7 separate regions of the Mus musculus genome follow, and all the other regions are linked to region 2. Evidence: chromatin contacts called from public HiChIP or PLAC-seq and promoter capture Hi-C data. All regions are on one chromosome and are shown on one strand. Each heading gives the region's core, a stretch centred on a gene start, on an enhancer-like site or on the middle of the called end of the contact. The rest is flanking DNA. Distances are from core to core; before and after follow the strand shown. Region 1 overlaps Mlph (melanophilin). Region 2 holds the start of Ndufa10 (NADH:ubiquinone oxidoreductase subunit A10). Region 3 holds the start of Ube2f (ubiquitin-conjugating enzyme E2F (putative)). Region 4 holds the start of Lrrfip1 (leucine rich repeat (in FLII) interacting protein 1). Region 5 holds the start of Mlph (melanophilin). Region 6 holds the start of Rab17 (RAB17, member RAS oncogene family). Region 7 holds the start of Dtymk (deoxythymidylate kinase).

The links. Promoter capture Hi-C pulls out the DNA fragments that hold promoters and counts their contacts. HiChIP or PLAC-seq counts read pairs in DNA pulled down with a chosen protein or histone mark.
Region 1: a contact with region 2 is called in a FOXA1 HiChIP or PLAC-seq map of pancreatic cancer cells. The contact joins the enhancer-like site here to the promoter of Ndufa10 in region 2. A contact is called at or near these places in 3 of 39 promoter capture datasets (the HPC-7 cell line and liver), 1 of 115 datasets of contacts at active chromatin or transcription factors (pancreatic cancer cells) and 1 of 9 other capture datasets (liver).
Region 3: a promoter capture Hi-C map of pre-B cells shows a contact between it and region 2, with 4 times the contacts expected there. The contact joins the promoter of Ube2f here to the promoter of Ndufa10 in region 2. A contact is called at or near these places in 5 of 39 promoter capture datasets (hippocampal neurons, liver, neutrophils and 1 more), 1 of 484 Hi-C or Micro-C datasets (CD4 T cells), 2 of 115 datasets of contacts at active chromatin or transcription factors (microglia and thymic regulatory T cells) and 2 of 9 other capture datasets (adipose tissue and liver).
Region 4: a promoter capture Hi-C map of pre-B cells shows a contact between it and region 2, with 6 times the contacts expected there. The contact joins the promoter of Lrrfip1 here to the promoter of Ndufa10 in region 2. A contact is called at or near these places in 1 of 39 promoter capture datasets (pre-B cells) and 1 of 484 Hi-C or Micro-C datasets (B cells).
Region 5: a contact with region 2 is called in a promoter capture Hi-C map of liver, with 3 times the contacts expected there. The contact joins the promoter of Mlph here to the promoter of Ndufa10 in region 2. A contact is called at or near these places in 3 of 39 promoter capture datasets (the HPC-7 cell line and liver).
Region 6: a promoter capture Hi-C map of pre-B cells shows a contact between it and region 2, with 4 times the contacts expected there. The contact joins the promoter of Rab17 here to the promoter of Ndufa10 in region 2. A contact is called at or near these places in 3 of 39 promoter capture datasets (embryonic stem cells, liver and pre-B cells).
Region 7: a contact with region 2 is called in a promoter capture Hi-C map of pre-B cells, with 4 times the contacts expected there. The contact joins the promoter of Dtymk here to the promoter of Ndufa10 in region 2. A contact is called at or near these places in 1 of 39 promoter capture datasets (pre-B cells) and 2 of 115 datasets of contacts at active chromatin or transcription factors (regulatory T cell precursor and thymic regulatory T cells).

What each region holds. Positions count from the first base shown.
Region 1 is chr1:90,935,805-90,938,511 of GRCm38.p6, forward strand. It overlaps Mlph (melanophilin), which reads left to right. Exons shown (of 16, transcript NM_053015.3): 9 at 1,850-1,933. Among named protein-coding and RNA genes, the nearest start is that of Prlh, 16 kb to the right of the region's middle. Within about 2 kb of position 1,402, at least 7 of the 459 cell types and tissues checked have an H3K27ac peak or open chromatin away from gene starts, as enhancers often do. A contact at or near this core is called in pancreatic cancer cells, where this site is marked.
Region 2 is chr1:92,472,344-92,475,043 of GRCm38.p6, forward strand. Ndufa10 (NADH:ubiquinone oxidoreductase subunit A10) reads right to left here and starts at 1,415. Exons shown (of 10, transcript NM_024197.1): 1 at 1,320-1,415. The coding sequence starts at 1,394.
Region 3 is chr1:91,249,025-91,251,724 of GRCm38.p6, forward strand. It overlaps Ube2f (ubiquitin-conjugating enzyme E2F (putative)), which reads left to right and starts at 1,280. Exons shown (of 10, transcript NM_026454.4): 1 at 1,280-1,413.
Region 4 is chr1:91,052,106-91,054,805 of GRCm38.p6, forward strand. It overlaps Lrrfip1 (leucine rich repeat (in FLII) interacting protein 1), which reads left to right and starts at 1,339. Exons shown (of 25, transcript NM_001310732.1): 1 at 1,339-1,618. The coding sequence starts at 1,553.
Region 5 is chr1:90,913,692-90,916,391 of GRCm38.p6, forward strand. It overlaps Mlph (melanophilin), which reads left to right and starts at 1,409. Exons shown (of 16, transcript NM_053015.3): 1 at 1,409-1,562.
Region 6 is chr1:90,968,222-90,970,921 of GRCm38.p6, forward strand. It overlaps Rab17 (RAB17, member RAS oncogene family), which reads right to left and starts at 1,399. Exons shown (of 6, transcript NM_008998.4): 1 at 1,009-1,399.
Region 7 is chr1:93,800,540-93,803,239 of GRCm38.p6, forward strand. Dtymk (deoxythymidylate kinase) reads right to left here and starts at 1,395. Exons shown (of 5, transcript NM_001105667.1): 1 at 1,159-1,395; 2 at 263-371. The coding sequence starts at 1,288.

The DNA.
Region 1 (2,707 bases), core at 152-2,651, 1.5 Mb before region 2:
AAACTATAGCACCCACCTGGTTCTTCTGTGATCATACACAGAGTGATGGTGAATTCTGATTATACACTCACCAAGATTGAAAGCAGAGCCCCCAAGAGACAGCCATGCAATCTGTATGTTTTAGCCAGAGAAGAACCTCATGTGCTCTGTTTTTAAGACAAAAGAGAGTTCCAAAAAATTTAACTAATTAACTAATGAATCAATTAAGAGAGACAGAGACAGAGACAGAGAGATTTCCATGTTCAAACAAGGTTTGGGTCACACTCTGCTGACTCCTGCAGGGGATGGTGACACTTGTATTGGAAAAGAATGGATCCAGAGTTTGGAGCCTAGACAGGACTTAATTAACCTGCCATGATGGTTTACATACATATGAAATGGATAGAGAAATTCTGAAGGGAGAGTCTGGGGAAAATCCCACCCAGGGCCTCTGAGTCACACATGTAGGGTGAGCTTTTGAAAGCTGAGCCCTTGGATGTATGAGACAAGCTCTCTCTGTTTAGCTCAGTCTGGTCTGAAGCTTGCCATCCTCCTGCCTCAGCCTCTCAAGTCTAGGGACACAGTAGCCCTGCCATGCCCAGGTCTTTTATTTTCCACAGGGGAAATGAGGTTCCTTAGCTCCCTCCTGAGTTTGCCTCCATCTTGGAAACATGGGGGACTCCAGCCCTCCTTGAAACTGTGGCCCCTCAGGAGACCCTTTGTGCTGTGAACTTGTCTGCAAAGTACCAGAGGCTCCAGGCTCCAGACACCAGACAGATGCTGGAGTTGACTGTGTTCCTTGTGTGTCTTACTGGCCTGGTGGGCCTCACTTCTCCCTAGCTGCAGCCAGGGCCTCATCAGAAAGCCACGCCGAACCCTAAGCCAACAGCCCCGTCTATTATTTTGCTGGTCCCTCCCAGCCTCTGCCTTCCTCTTCGGCCCAGCTAGCCAGCCTCCTTAGTGGCTTCCCTTCTTGTTCACTCCATGTGGGGCTCACAATGACAGTATCGGCACTGGGTAGGCAATGGCTTTTCCTCTCTCTGAGCCCCCACCTCTACCTCACGGGTGAATAGACCAAGCCACATGCTGAGCAACCTACTGAGAATATCGATCAGTGTTACCACCACCTACAACAAATGGGCCAGGTCGTATGACCCCCAAGTCACGGCTGTCCACAGAGGGCAAGCATAGGCAGAGGGCTCAAAGACACCCATGTTGACATTTCCAGTGTGCCCGTCTTCCTTCACTCCAAGTTCTCAGTGCTGTGGTAATTACCCACCAACAATGGCAGCTTCCCGCCCCTGTAAGTGTCATTTCCCTCTCATAAGGCCGGGCAAGCGGTAAATGAGATAATGTAAGACAGAGAGGCTGCCTGCGAGGAGGCCTAGCGAAGAGGAATCGATTTTCCTGCCTCTGTCTGGGAGCTAATAGACTGGGTGACTCAAGAGTCTGGTGACTCAAAGGATTAGAAAGTTGTGCTCTGGGTCACAAGTGACCCAGGGCTTCTGCTACCTAATGACTTTGGTCACCGTGTCCTGCTTAATGCACATCTTCCTGTGCATTAAGTGACCTGGAGCCACCCGGTGACAGCCACAGTCAGTGCTTTCTGCCACTTAGTCTGGCTGGGTGTGTCTCACCTTTCCTACATGTTTTTCCCACCCCACCCCCACCCCACCCCACCCCCACTGACCTTCCCTCTTGCTTCCAGTACCCTTGGTGTCAGAAAGAGGTTGTTTACAGTTAACCTTCAGGGCTCTGTCATAGGTAATGGCCTTAGCTGGACTTCAGAGGAGGAAGACACTGTGCTGGTGGGGGTTACCGTGAGACCCTCCACTATAACCAGACCACTGCTCTTCTTCCTCTGCCGCAGATCTTGGAGTTGAACAAGCGAATGTCAGCTGTGGAGCACCTGCTAGTCCACCTGGAGAATACGGTTCTGCCACCCTCAGCCCAGGTAATCCCCTGGGCTAAGTGAGATGAGGCCACAGCCTTCCATTAAGGGAGGCTGAAGTCCCAAGTATGGCTTCAAGAGAAGAGTCTCAGAGATCTTGCAGATGGTTAGTGCACAGTGCTCCAAGGATGGGCAGGTGAGGTCTCCTGCATAGGCCATCCGCATAAAGCCATCCGTGCACAATAACAAGGTAATACAATGTGGTCATTTATGGGTAGATGAGAGGAATCCTCAGCCAGGTGGAGACATCACGGGTACTGAAACTGGACCAGCATCCCCAGCCTGCACTTCCTCACTGAAGAAATTCCTGACTGTCACTCCTCTTCCCCATCCCTAAGTTAAGCATAGCCCAGGACAGATGAGCAGCAGCCAGTCGCTAGTGGTCACATCGTTCTCGGTAGTTCCTTTCCAGCCCTCCATGATCCAACTTCATTTCAAGTCATAACGCCACTTACAGGTTCTGTGGCCTAAGTACATCATGTTGGAGAGTGGCTTCAGGCATCCAAGAAATGGCAGCTGTCTCATGTCCAAAGCCCACCTGAAATATGTATGTGGGCTTTCTTGGACTCCCCCCACCCTGACCAAAGCAAATAGCTATTCTGGGTCCTTCAAAAACCTCATCTAAGGCAAAGAGATGGGTTCCCACGCAGTCTGCCACCCTTGATCTGAACTTAAGAAGACTGGCCACGGACCGACCGAGGTACCACTGAGTCACCACATGCTGCAGCCTTCTCTATCCTCTGTCAGCAAAGTTCTGCAACTTGCCGCTGGCCTGTG
Region 2 (2,700 bases), core at 165-2,664:
TGCTGTTTTTGGGGGCTGGATTTGAGACAAGAGTCTTGCTATGTAGCCCTGGCTGGTCTGGAACTCCCTGTATACCAGGCTGTCCGAGAATTCATAGATCTGCCTGTCTCATGTTGGGATTAAAGGTGTGCACCACAACATCTGGCTTAAGAAATATTGTCTAGATTGTGTACGTGTGTGTGTGTGTGTGTGTGTGTGTGTGTTAAAAGAGAAACAAGTACTCTTAACAGCTGTGCAGCCCCACAAATAAATTCTAAGTGTAACTGTCAAAGTCTATGTAAAAAAAGAAAGCACTGTGTCAGGTAATATGTGTGACTGATTACACGAGTCTAGCATAGGCAAAATGACAAAAATCATCAAAAGCACAGTGGCTGTCAGGAGTTGACAGGGTGGGAAATAAATGAATATTAAGGACAATAGATTTTTTTTTTTTTAGGGCTGTGAACTACTCTGTGTGTATTGTAAAGTCCAAAATATAATATTGCTCATTGTGCAAAACAATAAAACTTCACAGCATAAAGAATGAACTCAATGCATGAAAAGCTTAGGGTGGAACGGGGTGTGACTGAACTTCCGACATGTGAATATATGAAACGACTTCACTGAAGAGGGTGATGTGAAGATACAGGGGAAGGAGTGTGGTCTCTGAGGGTCAAGGTCAAGAGTGGATTGTGAATATGCTCTGTGCTCTTGCTGCTGTGCTCCACTGCGATCCTAATAGGCTTAAGCTGACAGTGCTAATTCATAGTGGGGCTTAGGCTGACAGTGCCGATCCAGGCTCACATTCACACACACCTCGTCTCTCTCTGGTTCACATCTATACCTCTTTCACACACAGATCACTCCTGTTCAAAATAAAAATCCTTAGCATGACTGTCAACCCCTTTCCGATTTACCACCTATGTAGTTCTAGCTACTATAAAGCAAAGAAGTTATGATGCCGTCATAAGACGTGTCCTGTTTCCAGCCACGGTCCCCTAAGCACCTACTGTCACCCATTATTCTGCATGCACCCTAAAAGGTCCTAATCCTCCCCAATCTACCCCAAATCTCTGTTGCTGCTCCACATCACGTCACCCCAGAGTCTACAAGGCGTTCCACAAAGCAGTTTCTGAACCGATGAGCATGCGGGCCCAGGCTCCGGAGCTCCGGCATCTCGGCTCTCCGTATGCAGCCGGGAAAGTGAGTCCCGCTGCACCGGTGCTGTGAGCGGAGGCCTCAGGAGCTCGCGGCTCACGGGTCTGACAGACGCCGCCGGAGCGTCAGGGCTCGGAGCCGACAGGCCGAGATCCAAGCAAGGAGAGCCACCCGCCGCTCACCACGCGCTGGGCTCCGGCCGCGAGGCCGCGCGCGGGAGCCGACGCCGGGACGAGTCTCAGCAACCTCAAGGCCATGACTTCGCCGTCTGCGCCGGCTCAAGGACCAGAGGGACATGAACGCGACGGGGTCCTAGCTCGTCCGCGGCGCGCTGCCATGACGTCACCACTGAGTGTTCGCGGCGCCTGTCGAAAAAAGAAAATATTCCGGAACTGGGACGGGGCGGGGCCAGAGGGAAGGGGCGGAGCTTAGGCTTGTCGACGCTCTAGTTGCTTGAGCTTAGATTGTTTGGGCGAGGAGCGCGCCTAGATCCTAGACAAGTTATAGTATGAAAGTGGCAAAGGGCTAGAAGTCCTGCCTGGGCCTTGAGGCTCCCAGCTTTGAGCTCGGGTTCTCGCAGATGCTTGAGTTGTGTGACAAAAGTGTGACCCCCCACTCCCAGGTGTTCTGTGGGGTGAATCCTCTCGCTCCCCAGAATCTGTGCTGTCTCCCTGCTCCACGCCCAAACGTAGACCCACTTTCTGTTTGAGTTCTGTAGGGAGGATCCGCTCCCCGCCCTTCTGGTCGCTGAGGAGAGAGTCCATTCCCCATCTGAGTTCTAGGGGCGTCACATTCTCCCTGCCTAGGTTTCTGAGAGAAGGACCTGTCATCAGCTTGAGCCCTGTGGGGGCAACCAATTCACGACCTAGCAGTTCTGAGCTTTTGTAGTGCTAAGAGCTGAGGTGGCCACAGACCTGGCACCACCATATATCTCCAGTGCAGATCACCCTGCCTCATTTCCACAGCTGCCGACTTTATAGTCACCTCCTGGAAAGCTCTTCAGCTCCAAGAGCCTCTGAGGTGGAAGAGTGCAGTGCGCAGAAGCCAGGAAAGTGCTGATAGGGAGAGGATCCCCAAGACAATGAGGAGTTCTGGGTTGGGTTTGGACCACTTTCCATGTAGTTAACACAAAACCTCCCCCGCATTTCTGGATTTCTAGAAAGTCCTGTATCCTTACAGTACATTGAATACGGGAAGGGGAAACCTCTCCTCATTTCTTTTGAATCCTGATCATTATCTCATTTCCCTACTCCCCTCCAGTGTAATTCAAAAATCACTCAACCCCAAAAGAGAAATTTCCCAAGCACGTATGTTTTACTGAAGAATTTTACTTTATACATAAATATATGATACTAAATATGTACAGTCTCCTCCAGAAAACAGAAGCGATAATGCTTACTATCGCATGTTATGCTGCCATAACTGTCAAAGACAGTACAAAAATGTAAGACCTCCATATATCAGTATCTCAGCAAATTGAATCCAGCAACACATGAAATGAGTGGTGCACCACAAGCAATGGGATGTCATCCTAAAATCAACTGATATAAAAAACAAACTAAC
Region 3 (2,700 bases), core at 30-2,529, 1.2 Mb before region 2:
CTAGAATTAAAGCCGTGTACCACTAGGCCTGGCTGCCTTTTACCCTTTCTATCTGTGCAGGAGTGTGTATCTGATGGAAGCTTGAGCGTGTGTAGCCATGTGCCACATGGGGTGGTCAAAGGATAACTTTCTTCCACTTTTTTGTTTGTTTGTGTTTACAGGATCTCATTGAGTAACCTTGGCTTGTTTGGAACTCTATGTTATCTAGGCTGGCCTCCAACTCCTATGTGCAACCCAGCTCTGCGGGGGATCTCTTCCCCTCAATGGAAGTCAGGGTACTTGGTCCTAATCTGAGGACTCCTCTGCCTCACATCTTCCCGAGTTTGGAAACAGGTCCTCATGCTGACAAACGCTTTACTCCCTGAACCCAAGTGCCTCATTTCAAAAGAAATCTTAGGGTCTAGGGTGTGGGGGGAGGGGGGAGACGGGGGGGGGGGGGAGGCGGGGGGAGGGGGCGGGTAGCTCAAAGGTAGTGCTTTGCATGTGAGACCTCCTGAGATTCATTCCCCAGAATTGCTAAGAAAATCACTGGAAACCTGACGCTCCTTGTTCTTTTCCACAGAAAATATCCTCTTTCCAAGGCCCTACCTCTCTAGGAGTCTTGCCGAATTCTCTCCCAAAGTAGGCTATCTCCAGTCCCACAGGGACTGAGAATGCATACCACACGAGCTGCAAGTAGGATGCTGCACATGGAACCCCAAGGCCTCAGGAGGTAGGGTCTCTCTACATATCTCTGGCTGTCCTGGAATTCACTATGTAGACCAGGCCTTCCTCTTGTCTCTGAGCGCCGGGACTGAGGTATGCGCCGGAACTCCCGGCCTGAAGTAGATTTTTAAAAGTGCATATAGGAATATGAGAAATTAAAAAAATAAGGAGCAGGAAGAGTGTCCTCACACCCAGCAGCCACCTCTAACTATCCCATGGCCTTAACGCAGCTGCAAACCGGTCGGATTCTTTGCGTTCAGGAATGGTGCCGGGCACAGGAACTTAGCTCCACCAGCAGGCACTGCACTAGTACGATATTCCTAGGGAAGCAAGCCGCTAAATGAATGGAAACAAACCGGAAGGCCGCTAGGCGGTCGGGGATGCTTGCGCTTCGGTGACCAATCAGCAAAGGTCTTGACACATGGCCCACCCTCAGGCCGTGCTCTTCACCAATGAACGAGGGCCGACTAGTTGACCTGTGTATGTCCTGTGACTGTCCACGAGTGGAGCTGCCAATAAAGTTCTTTTGTAGCTTTGAATTTTTTTTTTAAAGTGCCCACTGCGGTCACGGCGCAGTCCCCGCCCCGCCACTTCCGGTCTCGCCGCCGGGAGCCGGTGCGGCTGTGAAGGCCAGCGCGACTCAGTGCCGCTGCTCCGCCGGGCATGGTTTTGGGTGCCGGCTCGCCTCGCCTGACTCGCGGTGCTCAGGTAAGCTGGTCGCGCGGGCTGGACTGAGGCCGAGGCTCCTGTCGCCGAGCGCCAGGCCGGACCGCGAGGTCGGCGGCTGACGGGAAGCGCTGGGCGGGCAGCGAGCCCCGGCGGCTCTAGAGGGCCGGGCCGAGGCGGACCCCGTGCCGCCGCCCGCAAGGTCACGGTGCGGAGCTCGGGCCGTCCGGGAGGCCGAGGCCGAGGCCGCGGCGGGGAGGCCGCTGCCCCTGAAGGGAAGCGGGAGGTGGACGCGGCCCGCCACGGCGACGGCGGGGAGGAGGGGCGGCCGGCCCGCCTGGCCCGGTTCGGTCCCTGACCCGGTTCCGCGGCGTGTCACCCGGGGTGTGGCCTTCTCCTCGGCCGGCTCAGTTTCCTCCGTCTCCGGTGGGCATTGGACCCACTCCTCGGCGCTGCCGGTGGGTTGGAGTTGCTGGGGAAGGCTTCCCGGAGGGGCTCTTGGCCTGTGGGTAAAAATCTGCTCTCCTTAAGAACCTAGTCGGGCTTGGCGGTGAAGGGAAAGAGGGCATCCCAAGACCTGGTTATCAGATTGAACCGAAGGTTCCAGAAATGAGCAGGGTGGTGTTGAAAAACAGTGAGGTGGCTGGGCCTGGTGCCGAGGCTTCCTAGCTGTTTGGGCCGAATGTGGGGAGCTGGGCAGTAGGCAGAGTCATAGGAAATTAAGGATAGTGATTGTGGGGAGCTTCAGGAACAGAATTAACAGGAGTACCTGGACAAAATTAACTTGATATTCAGTACCCAAAATCAAAGATGAGCTCCAGAAGTGGTCAGTCAGTAAGCCTGGCAGGTTAGATACCCTTGGACACTCATGCTGTACGGTTTAAGTCCCGATCTGTTTCTTTCAGCTTGGAAGGTTAAACGGCCCTAGTGGCCCCTAGTTCTCTTAAATGGCTTAGATTGGAGCTGTCAGTGAGGAGTTAGCCTCACTGTGAGCCAACTGGCCCTGCATAGGTCACACCAGCCTGATTTCAGCACAGCACATAGGAATGCTGAATAAACATGACTTGATGAGACTGGTAAATAACAAGTTGCAGTCCTCTTTGGATGCCCTAAAAGTTGGTCCCACCCAGAGGAGGAACTAACTGGGCCAAATACAACTTGTGGAGTTGGAAACTGAGCATGCTGTTCAGAATAGCTGATCGGTTCCCAAAATACTGCCTTAGTCACAGTGTGATTTTCGAGCAAAGGGAAGTTTGGGTCAAAGTGGGGTTTTCCAGAGGTGGGACGTGTTGAGGAGGGAACGAGAATTCTGAGGCAGCTTCTACCCTT
Region 4 (2,700 bases), core at 89-2,588, 1.4 Mb before region 2:
CCAACTGCTGGGAGCAGGTCTTCTCCTTCCCAGGAAGTTTTCCTCATCTGAAACACTTCACCAAAGCTTGGTACCCATTTTCTTTCGGCCTGCATAGTACTCCTCAAACTAGGTCCCCTTCATCCCTTTGGTCCAGGCCATCCTGCCCCCTAGAACTCGTCTTTCTGTGTCTACTCTCTGGTCTACCCAGTCCTTCGAAGCACTACCCAGAGACTTAGTACCAGAATGCTGCTGCCCCACATGTGCATAAGCCAGCGCACACTGGTTCCTTGTTACCAAAAAAGCGTGTCAGCCGGGCTCAGATGTGACTGGCTTCTCTAGATCTTTCTGGAGTCTCCAGTACAGAGAAACAAGGCAGGGGGCCCTCTGATTTTCCTTTTGAGCCCGAAGAAGGCTCTTCTAGGGTGGAGAAAACAGGTCACCCAGGCCATGTGCTCCTGTCCATAGCGCACAACACTGGAACCTTCTGGTTGCTTGCCCGCTTGGCTTTAAGTTTAAATCAGGGGTGCTCCTGCCCAGTGGACGTGGAAGGCGCGTGCTGCGAGTCGGGTCACTGTCCAGCGTGGATACTAGTTCCTCGACGCTCCCTATCGGATCGCGGCTGTCACCTCCGCTTGATTCTCGCTCCTGTCCAGCGTGGTCATGGGCGGTAGCTTTGTGGTCCCCAAAGCCGTGCCGGCTCGGAAGACAGTAGTGACGGGCGCAGCTGCGCTCTGGCAGAGGCTCATGCGGTGTGGTTCCAGCTAAAGCCACGCGTGTCCTAACCGAAGGCGCGCCTCCCTAGGCCTGGGCTGGTCTCCCGCGCTGACTCAGCTGGGGACGGCCAGGGCGTGGCCAAGGGTGGGGTCCCCAGGGTCTTTCCCTCAGTCTTTCCGGTGTCTGCCGCAGGGACTGGGTGGTGATTGATGGCACAGCAGCTTGCTGGCCAGGAGCGGTCTGGAGGGGAGGGAGGCGGTTCCGGAGGCTCTGAGGCGGTGCAAGAGGAGGAGCGTGGGTGGGGCTACGGAGGAGGAGCTGGGGTCCCGGGTAGGCGGGCCCGAGTGGACCTCATGGTAGGAGTGCTTTGGCTGAGAGTGCCATCGTGGGCGAAGCCGACGACTAAAGTGGCAGAATGTGGCTGCGAGGAAGGAAAGTTGGAAGCAGATGGACACAGGCTGGGTGGAACCATAGAGGAAGGGGTACAACCCCCTGGAAAGAGCGCGGGAAAGGGGCTGGGAAGGAAGGAGAGGCGGGCATAGGGTGGGTGGGGCGTGGGGAGAGGCTGGGCGGGGCTGGGGCGGAGTATGCCCCCGGCTCCTCTCTTGCCACCCCCGCCCCCGGCCGGGAGCCACCTGCGCCCCGCCCCGCCGGCCGCACCCCAGCTAGGGAACCTCGGAGTTGGGCGTCCGAGCGTGTGCGCCCAGGGGATCGTTGAAAGTTCTACTTCTGCCTGGACGGCTTTCCTGGATCCCAGAATGTGGCCTCACTGAGAACCCTCTGCCTGTGGACTAGGGAGCGGGTCTTCCGCGCGAACTCTTGGGTGGGAAGTTGGTCTGCACTTCACTTCGGCAACATGACCAGCCCAGAGGGCGCGCAAAACAAGGAAATCGACTGTCTGAGTCCAGAGGCGCAAAGACTGGTAAGAGGGAGACATGATTCAGACCTGTGCCTGCCAGCAACCGCCGCCTGGGTCCCTCAGTTGGTTCTAAGGTCAAGGACAGTGGCCCCTTCAGCTACCGTGGTGCTGCTGGAGTAGAGGCGAGTGGGCTTGGGCCACTCGAAAATCCTGATATAGGGCAGCTCCTGCCTACCATCAGGTGGTTGGCTGAGTGTAAGGTGTCCGTAGGCGGAGCTCTGAAAAGTACATTTTATGCTCCAATGTTCCTCTCAAGGACGAAAAGGAGAGTGGGCTCTCCCTCCACCCCTAGTGATGGTCTTTAGGCAGGCTTTGCCCAGCTGGCTGGCTCTGGCCAGGACCCAACCGAGGTCTGAGATCTGAGGGTGGTGTAGAGTTTCACAGGGAACTGCTGGTTTGGTGTTTTACCGAGTACAGCACCTGGGTCCTCATCCAGCCGCACCACCTTGCCATGAGTGGCTTGGAGGGTTTACAGGTTCTTGACCTCAGGAACACCTTCCTCTAGGATCCAGGGCCCCAGATCCACTTCGGCGGGTGCCAGAAGCCACTTGTGTCTGGGCAAGGTGCTTACGCATATTTTACTTCCCGAACTTACGTAGGGACAGTGGATGAGGACGACGGTGATTGAAAATTGGGCACCGGGGAGTTGGGGGATTTTTGGTTGTTACAGCCTGTGTAGTTTATAGTTTTGGGGTCTGGGAGTTCAGGCAGGATCCATAACCCAAACTAGCCTTGCTCTCAGGATTCTCATGTCTCAACCCTTCCACTATCGGGCTTACAAGCCTGCATCACCCACCCACCCCCCCCACCCCCGCGCGCCTTATCCATGGCTGTGGTTGCTTATTAGTGGGAATATTTCAAAGTAAATTGTACTCTGTGAAACCATGTATTTTATGGAGTTGATACCAGAGAGAGGGGGAGACCCAAGGTTCCCATTTTAGCAGGCTTTTGTGAGACCTTGATAAAAACTGAGCCTCAGCCACTCATTCTCCAGGTAGGAGTTAATCCTGTAGTTAGTTGGTCTTTAAGGAAGAGTAGTCGAGGCAAGGCTGCTCTGACTGGGGGAGCTTCCTCCAAGTGCTAGG
Region 5 (2,700 bases), core at 159-2,658, 1.6 Mb before region 2:
CACACACATAATCACATACACAGTCATATGCACACACACACACACACACACAATCACATACACAGTCATATGCACACACAGAGAGACTCACACACTCAGTCATGCACACATACACAGAGAATCACATAGTTATATGCACACACAGAGAGAGTCACATACTCAGTCATATGCACACACACACACACACACACACACATAATCACATACACAGTCATATGCACACACACACACACACACACAATCACATACACAGTCATATGCACACACAGAGAGACTCACACACTCAGTCATGCACACATACACAGAGAATCACATAGTCATATGCACACACAGAGAGAGTCACATACTCAGTCATATGCACACACACAATCACATATTCAGTCACACACACACACACACACACACACACACACACACACACACGCGCGCACGCGCGCGCGCGCACACACACACATCTGCAGATGACCCAAAGCATGTCTTCTAAGGTTCCCTTTCCTCTCCTGCTGACAGGGAATAAATGCTACTATCACATCTGTCCACCCTGGAGCTAGTTATTGTTTACGGCCCTGTCTCTATGTTGCAGATGCCAGCACTGAGTTGTAAAAGTTGTCCTCAAAGAGTAGAGGCCTCTCTCTGTAGCTCAGGCTGGCCTGGCTGGAACTCAATACTAAAACAGGTTGGTCTGAAACTTTCAGCAATCCTCCTGCTTCAGCCTCCCAAGTGTTGGGATTTTGGGTGTGAACTAGCACACACTTGGCTAAGTGAATTTTTGTTTGGTTGGTTTTTTAATATAGCCATAGGGAAGGGGTCAGGGTGCTCTTATGCTGCGGCATGGGGGGAGGTTATGTTCTTTCAACATCCAGGGCAGATCTCTGGGTGGAGCTTCTCAGACCACAGACCTACTGGACTGTTTTCAATAGTCAAGGCCTTGGCCGGACTGGGGGGGGGGGGCCGCTTGTGAGTCCATCTGAGGGCCTGGGGGACAGCGACTCCAGCTGGAAACCTGGGCTCACAGTCTCACTAAGAAGTTGGTGACTTTGGGTAGGGCGCTTTTCCTCAGTTTCCCTGTCTGTGAAGCTAAGTAAAGAGTTAAAATGGATATTTGCGGAGGTGCCGTGTTCTCAGAGGATGCGGTTTGCCAGCAGATCCCTCCTATGGGGGACCAGAACCCAGTGGTGGAAATGAGCGCACAACTCCAACGCGTGTTCTGCTCTCAACCGGCTTGGGGACAAGGTGCCTCTGTCCTCCATACCCACTTCAGCGCCTCCCAGGAGGGCCACTGGAGTCCGCTCTGCTCTTGGCCTGTCCAGGCACCCTGGGGTGCACGTCGATCCCGGAGCTGGGCGGGTCAGGAGTAGCCCACGTGATCTGAGCCGCAAGTTGGGCAGGACCGGCGCCACAGCTGCCTGGATCCCCGCACACAGCTCTGTCTAGCTCAGTGCACCCTGACACTGGCCTCGCTCGGTGCCTGGGGTTTCTCTCTCAGGAGCTAAGAGAAAGGAGCAGAGGCCAGGACCCACCGAGCCAGAGCTACAGGCTGGGCATTCCCAGGAGAGAGGCTGGTGAGTGCACCAAGGACCTGGGGCTTGCAGAACTCCCAGAAGAGGGAATCTGGCTCAGGGAGGGTGCAGCGACACCTTACTTCTGAACTCTGGGCTTCTTCTGGATGCCTTAAACACAATGGGCGAAATCCTTGGGGAGCCCATTTGGGGCTAAACAGTTGGTTTTAATTAAAAGCTTCCTTTGAGCTAAAAGCTGGTGCCTTCGGGAGACTTGGACCGGAGCCCAGGGTGAGAGGCTATTTGTACAGAAACTTCCTCTTGGCTGCCCTCTTGGCTTCCTCTTGGCTGTCTTCTGGGAGCAAGAAGAAAGCAGATAGGTGCATGAAGGAGGCACCTGCCCTCCTCCGGACTTAGTGGAATCATGTTGTTGTTGTTGTTGTTGTTGTTGTTGTTGTTGTTGTTGGACCATAGGTCCTCTAGGCCCTCCTTCTTATTATGAAGATGTGAGAGGAAATGTGTTAACACCTCGAGTGTCACCCCACTGTGTCCAAGCCTGGGAGAGAGCTGAGTCTCACAGATGCAGGAAGATTTCACAGAGCACACACCTATGTCCTACTGACCTGAACTAAAAACACAGTTCTTTGCTTTCATCGGAAATGAGTTGGTGCTGTTGTCTGTTCTGTTTCTATGCCACAAGGATTGCTCTTGTTTCCTTCTGAGGGCTTTGAGTAATAACCAGGGTACAAGACTCCCCTAGATACCCAGGGCACAAGTCTCAGGAAAAGGGATGGGCTAAAGACCAGGGGTAGCTGGGCATTGAAGTTGGTGAACCCCTGAGCCTGATGGCTCCCTGGCCCAGATGTGTGTCATTTAACACACACCCATCTCCCAACTGATTACAAGGCCTTAGTAAGACACAGCAACAGCTTTCCTGGCCACGAGCATCACCCCTCCGGGCCCAGGTCTCCAAGGTGTCACTTCTTAGAGCATCACCAGGCAAGGTGGGGAGGTGAGTTCTTCCATCTCACCCAGCATCAGTGCCCCATCTCCAAAGTGGGTACCAGGGCAGGTGCCTCACAGGACTTGGAACCTGGTCCAGGCACAAGCATGAGAAGCTGGTGGGTCATCCTGATGCATTAGTGACTCTGAAAAGCTGCTGAGAACTAGAGGAGGAGGGAGGTTGGAGAGGGACACTGGG
Region 6 (2,700 bases), core at 149-2,648, 1.5 Mb before region 2:
GAGTAAGACCCTATCTCTAATAACAACAAAACAGCAGCAACAATAACAACAACAATACCTCAGCTTTGATGTAATCTCACACTCTGCCCTAATGGTCATAGCATCAAACACAGTGTCCACGTGCCTGCGTCAGATTTCTACAATTATCTCGCTTTGATAGTTCATTCCCCTATCACTGAATTTTTTTCCTGCTATTAATTATTTTTCTCTGTAATAGATAAGACCACGGCAGATGTGCTCGTGTTGCTTTCTGAGTGACTGTGTGTTGCAAGTTTCCAATAGCAGCCAGGCAGAAGCCTCGACTTGGAGGGAAAGTTGGAGATGTGGTACCTGCCCCCTCTTCTAGAATTTGGATCTTTCTGAAGGCAGTGGTTGCAATTGGGAGTCTCTTCCCATCCTGACTGGGTCCTTCTTCAGCAGTCACAAGCCTGCCTCTCTTCCACCTAAGAAAACACATTCAGGGAAGGAGGAAACCCCAGGAAGCTGCACCCCTTCCTCTTCACCCAGATCCTCCAAGCTGTCCATTCCAGACACCGAACTTCAGAACAACATGGCATTTGACAGCAAGCTGCAGAAGAGAGTTTTTGGAAGAGTCTGCCAAGCTCTCTGCTATTGCTGGAGCCTCTGCAGCCATCTGAAAAGGCTTCCTTACAAGGCACCCACTCACTCACACTCGCCTTTTATGTTCAAAACCCTTAACTGGAACTTTCTGCAAGGAAAATTCAATGTGACCCAAACAAGAACACTATAGGTGCTGAACAAACTCAAGGCGTCTACTGTTTCAGATTCGCCTCTGATTCAGGTCCTGAGAACACAGGGACACACATCTGTATGCACACACACTCACAGCAGACACACACACACACACACATGCTCACAGCACACACACACATACACACACACACACATACACACACACTCACACATGCTCACAGCACACACACACACACACACACACACACACACACACACACACACGCAGCACAACACAATCTAAAAAGGACTCACCTGTTCACTTTAGAAGAGTGCTACAGACCACCATCCCACAGGGCCGCAGGCACCCCTCTCTTCCCCTGGCTGTGCTTCCCCTGGGTGCTGTATGACTCGTCAGGGTCCTGCCAGGGGCGGGGTGGGCAGAGCAGTGCACACTGACTACCAGCAGCCGAGCAAATGAAGTGAGCAGGCCCCCTGCTCCCACCAAGGCCCCAGCCGGCAGGACTCTTCCTGTAAACTCCGGTGCAAAGTCCCCACATGATCATGTGATCAGCTGGGTCAGAGTAAGCTAGAAGTCACACTTGGTGGCTCTCTGCCTCCTCACCGAGCTGCAGCCCTGAATTTCAGCCCTTTCCAGGTCTCACCTGTACCAGAAAGCATCACAGACTTAGAGAACAGCTCTTCTGTTACAGGAGCGAGCGAGCTCACTTCTTAATTTATGTAAACATCTCCAGTTTGAGGCCGCATGCCAGATGGGCAGGGCCGGGGCCAGAGCCTGGGATGGGTGTGCCTTGGAGCAGGTAATTGCCTGGGCAGGGCTGGAGGATCCCCAGAAGGAGAAACTCTAGGCTGAAGAAAGATGGAAATCAGTTCTCCTGTGCTCAGCCACAAGTCCCAGGCAATCGCGTGTTCTCTCTGTGCTCACAACTCACCTGGATTACCAGCTTGTGTTCCCAATGGGGAACTCAGCACCGTTTAAGTGGGGGAGGGGGCAGCTGTCGTGGATTCCCAAGAGGCTTTCCAATGCACCCTGAAGAACCTGTTTCTCTGCAGAGGCCACTGGCCTTCTTCTTGTCACCCTGTCCTCCAGGACGCACACCCTGTCCACACGTCTGGGTGCCCCCACAGCCTTGAAGACCAAGAACCTCATTCTGTTTCTGAACAGGACCCTGATTCCCTGTGCCTAGATTGGCATCCAAGGTGTGGCACCCAGCACCGCTTCTATCCTCCTTGTAGTGGGTAGAGATGTGTGGGCGTGGCCTTTTCGGTTTACACTGGAAATGGTACTGGTACAAAGGTCTCCGGAGTTCAAGGGGACACTGAGATGGGTTGTTGCGGGGGGGGGGGGTTATCAAAGGGGTTTATAAAGAGTTATTAACCCCATGGACAGACAGACAACAGCTCGGGAGCTGTAAGGAGAGGTCAAGTCTCAGAGCTGCAGGGTAACAGGTAGCTCAGTTCGACTGTTGAACATCAGACTGTTGAAACAGCGAGCCCAAAGGAGTGGGCATTCTCCTAGCAATCTTGTACTGGGGAGTACACTGCCTGGGAAGAGATTGCATGCATTTCTAACAGCTTGTCGGACTACCTTACAATGAGACTGAAGTTCTCATGTTGTTATAATGACGGATCCGTGGTGGGCGGGACCACACGTTGTCTGAGACTGATCAGAATAGAGGTGCTTATCCTTGGCCCTCTATTTAAACTCTAATCTCGATTCAGTACCCTGAAGACAGACTTGTGGGTGGCTGGACCTGCCCTTGCAACACATGCACAAGGAGCAATGGAAAGAGCTTTATATGTGCCGAATGTATTAAGTCAACTTACATAAAAACAGTAACAAACGCTGAATCCCACTGAAAGAGTGAGACTCTAGAAGCCGTTTGGTCTGTGAGGCTGGCTGCCTCACCAGTGAGATACAATCCCACTGTAACTGTCTCCCTCTAGAGGGGCAAACAACCCAGTATTTGCTCAGTTCATGAGGCT
Region 7 (2,700 bases), core at 145-2,644, 1.3 Mb after region 2:
TAAATACGATGGTCAAATACGACGATGTTTTATCTCAAATACGGCGATTTTTTATCTCAAATACGACGATTTTTTATCTCAAATACGTCGATTTTTTTATCTCAAATACGGCGTCGAATGGTAGGGTAGAGGAAACCTCCCAAGCTGGCCTCTGGTCTCGACGTGCGGGTGTTTGCACACATGCCACACACAGGTGCTCGCACCCTTGCCACACACAAAAGTGTGCATGTTACAACCGGGGAGCAACGACGCAGGTCTTTACACTTGTTCCCAGCGGTTTGCAGAGAAGAGCAGGTGCACGGAGTGATCCTCTAGTTCCGTTTTCTTTTCCAAGTAGGAATTCAGAAGCTTGCCGATTTCCGTTGATCTTTCTAGAAAGACAAAGATACACTCGACTGAAGTCAGACTCTTCACCTGAAGTCTACAGGGGTTTGCACTTAAGTTCTCTCCTTGCACCTACACCTAACTTTCAACCTCCAGACAGCTTTGGACCATCTCTGAAGCCAAAGAAGTCTCCCCGAGAAAAGGAAGTAATGTACGTGCAAGTCTTGATTTCAAAAGTACTTGTAAGACTTTTGACTGGTTGGTTTGAAAATTAAAATATCCTGCAAAGTGGTTGTTCCAATTCCCAACCTACTTAATTTGTAGGATCAGGGGTTGGTGTCCAGTGTACAGGGCGCAAGGCCAAAAGTCAACCTTATGTTCCCTTTTCAGTACTTTTCCACCTTGTGTTTTCAGAGAGGAGCTTCTACCTGAAGCTCAGTTTTGGCTGAACTGGCTGGCTCACAAGTCCCAGGAACGAGTCCGTCTCACCTCTCCAGCGGTTGGATAAGCAACCGTACTAGGTTTTTTTTTTTTTTAACCTGGGAAACTAAACCCAGGCTCTCATTTCAGCCTGTATTTTATTAACTAAGCCATCTCCACCAGCCGGGCCCTCCCAAATCAATGACCAATGAAGAAAATGTCTTCCAGGCTTGTCTGCTGGCCAATCTGGTGGGGCCAGTTTTCTCAATTGAGGTAGCTTGAGTCAAACTGACATAGACTAGCCAGCACACGCATGCACAATAATAAATAAATAGATGTTCTAAAAGCTTTTAAAGATACTAAGACTACAACCCAAAGAGAGAGTGAGGGAATTCTCCAGGCCCACCCGCGCACCGGGGAAACGCAGCAGCTCCGCTCTGTGGCCCGAGGCGCACAGCGCGGTCACCAGCTTGAGGCCCTGCGTGGTCTTGCCAGCACGGTCCACACCCTCCAGCACGATGAGCGCTCCCCGACGCGACGCCATCGCCCGCACAGCACCGGTCAACTTGCCAGGTTCCCGCCAATGTTAGATGCAGCAGAAGCCCGGCGTGCACGGAAGCCCTGCCCTCTTCCGGTTGGAAAACGAATTCTGTGGCCTGCGGGGAACAGCTTCCGGACGTGACGTAATCTAGGCCCGGGAGTCTGCAGTTTAGCGAGCGCCAACTCGCGGAACTTCCGTTCGCCGCTCCCGAAGAGCACCAATCTTAAGGACTGTGGTTGCGCAGGCTCTGGTCACGTGGAAGTTCGAGACCTGTAACGGAATCAAATTTTTATGCCCCTAAGCGCGCTACTGAAGGGTTCTAAAAGTTTCTTATCACACACACACCTGCGCGCGTACAGGAGCCATGTGATGATCAGGCTCTGAAAGGAGTTAAGGATAGGAACATCGACCCCCAAGATGTACTTTCTGCAGCATTTTCGAACCGCTCAGGAATTTTCCTTGTCGTTTTAGTGTAAGTTGGTGGAAGGAAATGGGTTTATTTGCAGCGTGGGCAGAATTGAAACCACCCCCCCCCCTTTTAAATTCCTTTCCCCCTAGCAGTGTTTTTACAGACAAAATAAAGTCAGGGAAAATACATGAGCAGGAGGCGGGCAAATCTCTGTGAGTCTGAGGCCACTTACATAGTTTCAGGCCAGCCAGGGATACATTGTGAGACCCAGGCTCAAAAACCCAAACAACAGTACTCTAGAGGAAGAGAAAAAAGGATCCGCAGTCAAAGGCTGGGCTGGGTTATGTTTTGCCTAATGAACAAAGATTCCATACCCAGCACAGAATAAATTGGATATAGTGAGTGACATAGCCTATAAACCCAACATTTGGGAGGTAGATCAAGGTTTATGCAAACATTTGAACTAACACCCAAAGAAGTGACACAGATGCCAGACACATATGTAAAAATGTGCAACACAAACATATTGTTAGGAATCATGAATTAAGATAATTTCACCTCTTCGAGAATAGCCCAAATCTACAATTCTAACCCTTCATCATGCTGGTGAGGACGTGGAGCGAAGGAGACTGTCAGTGCAGAGGAGAAGGCAAAAACGGTGTGGAAGATAGCTTGGCTGTTTCTCAAGAAAGCACTCTACTTTTAACATGAAGTCAATATTTACCCAAATGGGTTGGAAACTATGTCTGCACACAAATGATTGTATCAGCTCTAGCCACATTTGCCTAAATATGGAAGCAGCTAAGATGTCCTCCAACACGCAAACTGATAAACTGGTAATTACACAGTGAAATAATTTTGAAGTAAAAAGTGAATTATCAGTTACTTACTAGGACATGGAGGAACCTGAACTGTATAATGATAAATGCAGCCAGTCTGAAAAGACTGTGTACTGTAAAATGCAACTACATGGCATGTTAGCAAAGCAATACTACAGAGACTCTAA